3 separate regions of the Mus musculus genome follow, and regions 2 and 3 are each linked to region 1. The links are chromatin contacts, called in public promoter capture Hi-C maps. All regions are on one chromosome and are shown on one strand. Each heading gives the region's core, a stretch centred on a gene start, on an enhancer-like site or on the middle of the called end of the contact. The rest is flanking DNA. Distances are from core to core; before and after follow the strand shown. Region 1 holds the start of Ptn (pleiotrophin). Region 2 holds the start of Chrm2 (cholinergic receptor, muscarinic 2, cardiac). Region 3 holds the start of Dgki (diacylglycerol kinase, iota).

Region 1 (2,941 bases), core at 152-2,651:
TCTTAGCTCACTGTGGAACTGTAGGAAATGGTGAACTTTTCTCACAGTAAAGAAAGCTTATGAGTAGTTCATGATGTACACAGGTGACACCAGATGAACACTCACATGGACTGTTTCATGGCAAAGATGAACTTTCAAACAGGGATGTGCATAGCCTGGGAGTTGGTCTTGAGGAAGGCATGTGCAATTTGTGTGTGGAAAGGTGGTTTAGCAGAAGAGACTGTAAAGAATACAGATCAGGTGTAAATGTGAATTTCTGTCCATTTTTTCGTTGGAGGGCGGGGTGGGGGGAGGGGCAGAAACGAAGATTAGTGGACTAAAAGCTCTACTCCTGCAGGGTCACCTTTGTCCCTCGATTACTCTTGGACATTGGTACAGGTAACAGCCAATAGAAGACTCCTAGTCCTTAAAACCACTTGCCATAACCAATGGCTGTAATTTTAGGAAAGGAGTGGTCTTAAGATGTGAGGGCTTAAAACACCCTACGGAATCCATAGGATCTGTAAGTTGAGTTGAAGAGATGTATCTTTGGTGAGAAATTGGAGCCAGTTTTATAATTTGACCGTGTTTGGGCAAATTGGGGTTTTACTCCATCTTTTCTGGTCAGTTTCTATGTGTGACTCAAAACTGTCACTTTGCTCTCCTTGGTTAAAGGAGAGGAAGGTCTCAGGAAGCCAGGAAGCCCACTCTAATTCTTACAAACCCCAGAGCTTGAGCCACACTGATTACCCCCCTGTGTTCTTTGCCAAGAGCATGCCACAAAATATGTGACCCGAAGGCATCGAAGAAGCCAAGAATGGAAAAATTCCCTAAAGGAAAGTGACATTTAATTGGGAAATTTCAGAGATCTGTCACTCCTAGTGACAACCCAGAAAAAACTGCTTTGCAGCTTTGTGACTGGAGGTGAGCTGCAACTGTCAGCTGAAGTTAGCAGGGACTCCCTGCAGGGAGGCCTTTAGGGGCGGAGAGCAAGGGACAGCTGCCTTTGCACATGGCTCCCCCAATCTCGAATAGAATATCGTGTGTGTGTGTGTGTGTGTGTGTGTGTGTGTGTGTGTGTGTGTGTGTGTGTGTGTGTTTAAAGCTGTACCAAAACTGTAGTTTAAAATGCTGTCAATTTTCCAATTAAGATATCCAGCTTGATAAGCCGAGCTATGGACCCATGGGAGGGGGAGAAAAACATGGTTCTTGGGAGTTTGTACAAAAAATATGGTGCTGGGTGGGTGCTAAGAACAAACGGTCTTATAACCCATGGTCTTTCTACACAGATCCGTTTGGGGAAAGACTGCCCCCAGAGTAGCCTGCTTTTCATAAGCTTCCCAATCAGATTTCGGGGGCAAAGCACTCCCCTCCTCCCTCGCACAGCCTGCTTCTTCTCTCTGCCCTCTCTCGTCCCTCCCATTCTCTATTTCCCTCCCCGGCAGGGTGTAGTTGAGTGAAGGCAGGATCAGGTTCCCCGCCTACCCGTCCAAATATCCCGCCAAGGAAGCCCCAGAGCACAAGAAAACCCAAAGTGGAGAGAGGGGAAGAAAGAAAGCACTGAGTCATCCATCCAGAAGGGGGGAGAGCAGAGCGCAGCCGCCCAGGCAGGAGCATCAGCCAGCGATACCTGGAGTCTGCAGAAACCTCGCCCGCACTTTGCAACAAAGGCAGCCAGCTAGTCAGCGAGGACCTCTGCAAGCCAAAGTAAGTGCAAGATACCCTGTGGTTTTCTCCAAAGGGTCTCTGGTGCAGTGTGCCTACCCCCCAAAGCCACTTTTCTGGTAGCCTGCAGTACGTGGAGGGGGTTGGAGCAGGAGAGAGGCTGCCTGGAGTCCGCTAAATAGGACTGCTTTTAAAAACGGACTTGCTCCAGAAGGCAAAACAGCCGAAAGGAAATTTTGGGGGGAATGAGCTAAGTAACCTAGCATGTGCTTGGATGGGAAGAAGGAAAGCAGCTTTTGGGCTGTGGAGAGTGCATGGGGACCGAATTCCTGCTACCTGCCAGAGCATGCAAAGCGCGGGAGAGGGCACATTTGTGCTCTTTGTAAAACCTGGAGCTTTGGTGGGTGTGTCTGGCCCAGTAGGCATGAGAGAGAAGAAAGGGTGTATCAGTAGACAGGTCTCATTTCCTACCTCCACTTCTCAGGTTGCCCTAGAGCTTGCCAACTGCCAATTGCTGCCCGCTCTAGGTGTGGTACATGCCTGGCAGCCTGCCCCTCCTGTGTCTGCTGATGGAGAAACATCTCCGCCAGAGCAGCCTGCACTCCCTAGCCTGCCCACGAGCCCAGAAACGCTTCTAGAAACAGTTCAGTCCAAAGTTTCAAAGGCACACTTTGGAGTCTACCTTTGCTTGGTTGGGATGCCAACTGGCATAGAAGCACTTACGTTTTCAGTTGTATCCAAATAAGCCAGGGTTGTGGTAAAGACGAGTTTGGCAGACACCCGGAATTTCTGAGGTGATATTCCAGTTGTTTCCATAATATATTTTGAGAAGAAAAGTCACTTCTTTTGTGCATAAAACATAACCTTTCCTCTCTTCTAAAATATGTGTGTGTGCATGCGCACACACACATGCACACACACACGCACACACACACACACACACACACACTTCTATGGGATCTGATGTGGCATATAAATACAAGAGCACACATGTAACTCACATACAGATTGCTAACTAGTTCTTGTCTCCTTAGTAATAAGGACTTTGGAGCTGTAGGAGCAGAGCGAGACTTCAGAAGTAGAGTGGGTGCCTCACAGAAGGAATGCACACTTCAGGGGAGAACAAAGTAACAGAGTTCTAGTGGGTCAGCATCTTTCCTCTTGAAACTACCAGGCATAGTTTAAAAAGTGTGTGTGTGTGTGTGTGTGTGTGTGTGTGTGTGTGTGTGTGTGTGTGTGGTGTGTGTGTGTTGGAAGGAAGGGCCTGGGAGGCACTTCAGGAACTACCAAAGAAAAG
Region 2 (2,700 bases), core at 22-2,521, 420 kb after region 1:
TTCCCCTGCCAAGGTCCGGGAACAACAGCACTAAACCTGTCGTCCTCACCAGAAGGCTCTCTCCCAAGGCGGAGTCAGGGGACAGCGTGGAGTGGTGGCGAGAGGGGCCTCCACCCTAAATGCAATGTGCCCAGACCCTAGGGTATAAGGGGAGCTTAAGGGGGATGGGTGAGCGGCAGGAGAGACTGAGCTCTACTTGCCTTTCCCACGGCAGCATCTGGAGTTGGGGGGCGGGGGGATGAAGAGGACCAGAGTGTGGTAGCGAGGGTGAGGGGGTGCCAAGCTCAAAGACAGCCATACTGGAGTATCGGCGCTCACAGGCTGCTTTTTGCCACATTCCACTGGACTTAGCTATCCCAATGGTTTCCCCCGCCCCAGCTTTGAAACCCCTCCTTCTTTCAGACCCGCCAAGGTACGTGTCCTCTCCAGCAAGCCCCAGATGCCAAAGTTTCCATTGGAAAACCTGCACGTGTCAGGGACCACCAAACAATTCTTGCAAACCCAGACCCTCTGCGGCCAGGGTCGGGTGATGGGGAGGAGCTGCGAGGTACCAGGGCCCTTGATATGGACAATTAGAGAACCATGGTATAGCAGAGTCTTTACCTGTCACTGACTTAGTCGCCCGGGGCTGCGATCTGGTGGAGTCTGGCTGGAGCGAGGAGCCTTTGGCGGGCTCAGGTTGGACCGGTTTGGGAGCGAGCGGCACAGCTCGGAGTCCTCAGCTGGTTGCCCGCTTGCCTTCTCCCTGGATCTTGCGAGAGAAAAGCGAAAGATTAGTTGTCGCCACCGCACTTAGACGGGTGGGGCAAGGGAGGCGGGGAGACTGCGGACCCCAAGGCTCAGAGAAGGCTGCGGGGCATTTCACATGGGTCGTATCACTCGGCTAATCTGGGACCCCAATTAGACAATTCGGACTGGAGTTAAATTACATCTGTCTGCCGCCTTGAGCATCACACCCCCAAAACACAGGCAAATAAGACTTTCAAACCTGGCTTTCAGGAAGATGACAGTTAACACCGAAACAGAAAGGAGACCTGGGTGTGGAGAAGAGCTGGGCGGGCTTCATTTCTTCACCCTAGTGCCGGGGAAGTAGTAATTAGTGTCTGGGAGCTGCGCTCCTCCACTTCTCCCAGTGCCTCTGGCGATTTCCAAGTGGGATCTGCGACTTCAGGGCTCTGGCCAAGCCCGCAGGCTGGCGTGTGCGTGTGTGCGTGTGTGCGAATGAGTGTGTCTGTGCCCCCGCGTGCCTGCTCCCGGGAACTGGTCTCCTCGCCCTCACCCGCTGTGTGTAGCAGCAGAGCGAGAGTGGTGCCTCTATTTGTGCGTTTGTGTTCGATTAGCTGCAATGGGCGGACAGTTTCTGGAGAGAGCATTTACAATTTTCTTTCGTTCTGACAGGATTAGTTGCCGTTGAAGGGGGCTCCGCCAATGAAATCTTCTCTGCGCTCTGATTTGGCGGTTCTTCGGTGCAAATATGACAGCTTTCTCTCTCAGCTCTTTTCTGCATCTCTCCATGTCCGACCCCGGAGCCCAGTTCTCGGTCTGCAATTTCTACACCACAACCTTTGCAATCACCACCACCACCACCCCTAGGTCCCATGTCAGCAGGTGCCAGGTTGCTACAAAGGTGACAGGGCACATTGGGAAGAAGGCTTGTTGATTGCAGAAGATACTTATGCCCCGTGTTTCCAGGTGGGGAAATGTTAGAATAAATGTACTTTGTACTAAATATATAGTCATGGAGAATTGTTCAGATTGTTTATTTCTTTCTTTGATGCTAACTAATGTATTAGAAAGAAACAGATATTTATCTGTCTTTGCTGTTTTTTTTTCTTTCTTCCCAAACAGGTCGATGCCTGTGTGTTCCATCAGTTAATGGGGAGTAGTAGTTAAGAGAGTGTACTAGTGAGGTGTTGGTGAGGTGGGATTTTGCTGTCTATCGAGGAAAATAAAAGATGTGAACTTCCTGTGTTCAGAGCATGGACTAATTTTTGCCTTCATTTATTTTAATGAGAAATTCTTTCCCAGATTTATACCCATTGTTTGAAAGTATGGAACTTATTTGATAATATCATAATGTGATTATTCTAAGGTGTCGTTGAGGACAATTGCTCTTGATGATGTATATTGTATCTGATGACATAAATATGTGCTACCGAATGAGGCTTTCATTGCCAAATAGAATTAAAGAAGGAGTCATTGGAACCTTAAACTAAGTAACAAAGAACAGGACCTATCTCTTTTTTGATCGCAGAGACAGAGAAATTGCTATTTATTATGCTCAATGGAATTCAGCTCAGTTCGTGTTGCCCTGTCCTTGGCTGGGTGTTAAAGAGCACACAGAATAATGAAACCACGGTTCCTTTTCTTTCTGAGTTTCTCATCTTTGAGAATAAATACCCACATGAAGCTCTTGTAGAGAGGCTGACCATCAACACTATAAATTATACACTAATATAAATTCATTGGTGAATGAAAATCCTACAGCTATGCCTAAGTAGGACTGACACAGATTCAATTTTGCTGGATAAAAGCCATCCTGGTGTAAAGGATGGTAAGGGTATGTCGTTGCCCTCTGAGTCCCACGCAGGCATTTTAGTCTTGTTTGAGAAAGGCAGTTCTGAACATTATCGCCCTCAATCTACCCCAGAACTAGGTTTCAGTCAGTAAGCAGCTGATTCTTATTTTCATTTTCCCCCC
Region 3 (2,785 bases), core at 266-2,765, 490 kb before region 1:
TAAAAGCAGCTGAGGCTCCCCTCTGAAGAGGGTGTACACTGCCCCAGAATGATTAACCTCCTCCACTAACTAGCCTGGGTGTGAAGAAAGTCACTTGAAAGATGTTAGGGAAATCCAGATGTGTGTGTGTGTGTGTGTGTGTGTGTGTGTGTGTGTGTGTGTGTGTGTGTGTGTGTATGTGTGTGTGTATGCATGTATGTGTGTGTATGCATGTATGTGTGTGTATGTGTGTATGTGTGTGTGTGTGTGTGTGTGTGTGTGTGTGTGTGTGTAGTGCTGATCCCCAACAGGTAGTCTTTTTCCCTTTCTCCCTGAAAAAGTCCCTGCCCTGTCTTATATAATGTACATGTGAGGGGAACTGCACACCGTGAGAGCTGGGCGAGGCTTGAGATTCCTTTGCTCAACCTCCTAATTTTAGGGCAAAAGAAGGCCATCTTTACTAGCACATACATCTACATAGGTAGTTTGGTTACTTGCACTTACTGTTGAGCATAGATCTTTCTCGCGTTTCCTGACAGCAGAGATTTCCTGGGTGAAAAACATCTAATTTAGAAAATGATCTGTCTTAAACACTTCGTTGCCCATCGTTCAAACCGCACAGATTTCAATAGTCTTAGAAACAAAAAACTGAGAGAGCAGACATTACATTCCTCCAGCGCATTAGGTTTCAGCCTTGGTGTCTGAACCGGTAGAAGCCCCTTCCTGGGCTAGCTCCTCCTGTCCTCTTCTTGTGAACCCTTAGCATAGGAACCCACAGCACGAGGCGCTCGGGTCCCCACTTCTGCTCTCAGCCTTCTGCTTCACCGAGGATCCTGTGATCCGATTCAATCTAATTAACAGCTGTTTAGGGAGCATCTTTAAGCTTTTAGAAGGCACCAAGCAAGGATCTAGGCGCGGGCGTTCATGGGTGAAGATGTCCCGACCGACCCTCTCCTTGAGAAGAAGAAGCGGGAGCTTAAATCTAGCCCCTTCCATAATTCACATGGTTAAAAAATTCCTCCCAAGGTTCCTCCAGATACACCCCACCACCCCGGCCTCCAAAGGTCCCCCACGTCTGGAGGTTACTGCTTGGCGCCAGCTCTGATGCTGCAAGAAGGTGACGGACAAAATGCTGCCTCGGGCATCTGTCATCAGTGGACTGGACTGAGATGTGCCCAGCAGCTCATCAGTGCTGAGTAGCTCCTGGGTCCGGGTCCGCTTCCCTTGTGCGCTAACCAGGGCGCGGCAACCCGGCTTGCCTCCAAGTTTCCCTGGGCACTCTCCTTTCTTGATGACCAGTGTTTGTCCCCAGCGTCCTAAGCCCCGCGGCTCCCACCCTTTCCCTCTCTCCTCCACTGCGATCCATTGCCTGCAGGCAGAGTTCAAGTTCAGTCCCGGCTTTTGCTCTGGATTTAGAAAAAGGAGAAGGGGTGGGAGAATTGGAGGGAGCCGGCTGGTCGGGCGAGGCCGAGGGGAGGCGGAGAGAGGTGGCCTCTGATTGGTTGGGGAGGGGGAGTGGAGGCACGGAGTTTCCCACAATGCCCCGGTGCGGTGCAGCCGCGGATGGATGCTGCGGGAAGGGGCTGCCATTTGCTGCCCCTGCCAGCGGCGCGCGGACCTGCCCGCGCTCCCGCCGCCTCCAGCGCCCTCAGCCCGACCGGCCTCTGCAGCGGCACCACCTCGGCTTCTTTCGCGGCCGCCGGAGCGGTCGCCATGAACCCCAGCTCCTCGGCGGGAGAGGAGAGAGGGGCGACGGGTGGCAGCAGCAGCAGCGGAAGCGGCGCCGGGAGCTGCTGCCTGGGCGCCGAGGGCGGCGCGGACCCGCGGGGTGCAGGGGCAGCGGCTGCTGCTGCCTTGGAGGAGCCCGCGGCCGCCGGACAGAAAGAGAAGGAAGAGGCGCTGGAGGAGAAGCTGAGGGACTTAACTTTCCGGAAGCAGGTCTCTTACAGGTAGGCGCGGGAGCTAGCGAGACAGGTGCCGCCCAGGGCGGGGGACACTTGCTCTAGCTCCAGAGAGGCACTTCTGTAGAGTTGGGGTTCAGTCTCTCTCTCTCTCTCTCTCTCTCTCTCTCTCTCTCTCTCTCTCTCTCTCTCTCTCTTCAACCTTCGTACCTCCGTGGTTTTGCTTCTATGTATGTCTGTCTATCTGTCTCTCTCTCCTGGGGATATGTTGTTCTCATCCTCTAATTCTGGGTTGAAGAGAAGAAGTGGGGTGCCCCAGCTTCTTCTCCCTGTAACACCCAGGGAGGGGTGCACTTGTAACAGAAGAGAACACTAAGGTCAGAACAAGATCAAAACCACATCTGTGAGTGTATGGGGTGCAAACCCAGACATGCCCAGTTAGAAGAGTTGCCAAAGTTGTCCCTAGGCTAGTGTCATCTCCACACTCCCCCATCCTTGCCGAGTTCACTGGGTGAGCCTTGGGCACTAACCGGATCGCTGAGATCTGTTCTGACAGGCAGCAAAGAATAAGCCATACAGAACAGAAATCCTTATGGGACGTTCTTGTCTGTTAAAGACTAGTGAGCTATGGGTCTCTTCTTGTAGGTATGTAAGTATGTCAGTGGGTGTTGGTGTTACATGCCTGTGTGTTCTCTCCCTCTCTCAGTGTGGACAGCCTACTCCCAGGCTTACCTCCCCCCAACCCCCTGCCCCCACCCCACCCCCACCCCCCGTCCCAGTGCTGGTGAGAAGAGATCACACTGGCACCTGAGGCTGGATGTGTCTTTGACACTAGGACAGTGTACGGTGAACGTCCACCCAATTACGCTTTATGAAGCCCCAATTGTGTGAGGATCCAAACCAAA

What was found. Promoter capture Hi-C pulls out the DNA fragments that hold promoters and counts their contacts.
Region 2: a promoter capture Hi-C map of embryonic stem cells shows a contact between it and region 1, with 2.1 times the contacts expected there. The contact joins the promoter of Chrm2 here to the promoter of Ptn in region 1. A contact is called at or near these places in 3 of 39 promoter capture datasets (embryonic stem cells, hippocampal neurons and trophoblast stem cells) and 2 of 115 datasets of contacts at active chromatin or transcription factors (embryonic stem cells and stem cell-derived neural progenitor cells).
Region 3: a contact with region 1 is called in a promoter capture Hi-C map of hippocampal neurons, with 2.3 times the contacts expected there. The contact joins the promoter of Dgki here to the promoter of Ptn in region 1. A contact is called at or near these places in 3 of 39 promoter capture datasets (hippocampal neurons, liver and stem cell-derived epiblast-like cells).

The regions. Positions count from the first base shown.
Region 1 is chr6:36,808,639-36,811,579 of GRCm38.p6, reverse strand. It overlaps Ptn (pleiotrophin), which reads left to right and starts at 1,401. Exons shown (of 5, transcript NM_008973.3): 1 at 1,401-1,686.
Region 2 is chr6:36,386,655-36,389,354 of GRCm38.p6, reverse strand. Chrm2 (cholinergic receptor, muscarinic 2, cardiac) reads right to left here and starts at 1,271. Exons shown (of 3, transcript NM_203491.3): 1 at 989-1,271; 2 at 604-751. It overlaps 9330158H04Rik (RIKEN cDNA 9330158H04 gene), which reads left to right and starts at 1,121. Exons shown (of 6, transcript NR_015589.1): 1 at 1,121-1,199; 2 at 1,399-1,692.
Region 3 is chr6:37,298,706-37,301,490 of GRCm38.p6, reverse strand. Dgki (diacylglycerol kinase, iota) reads left to right here and starts at 1,515. Exons shown (of 34, transcript NM_001081206.2): 1 at 1,515-1,928. The coding sequence starts at 1,543.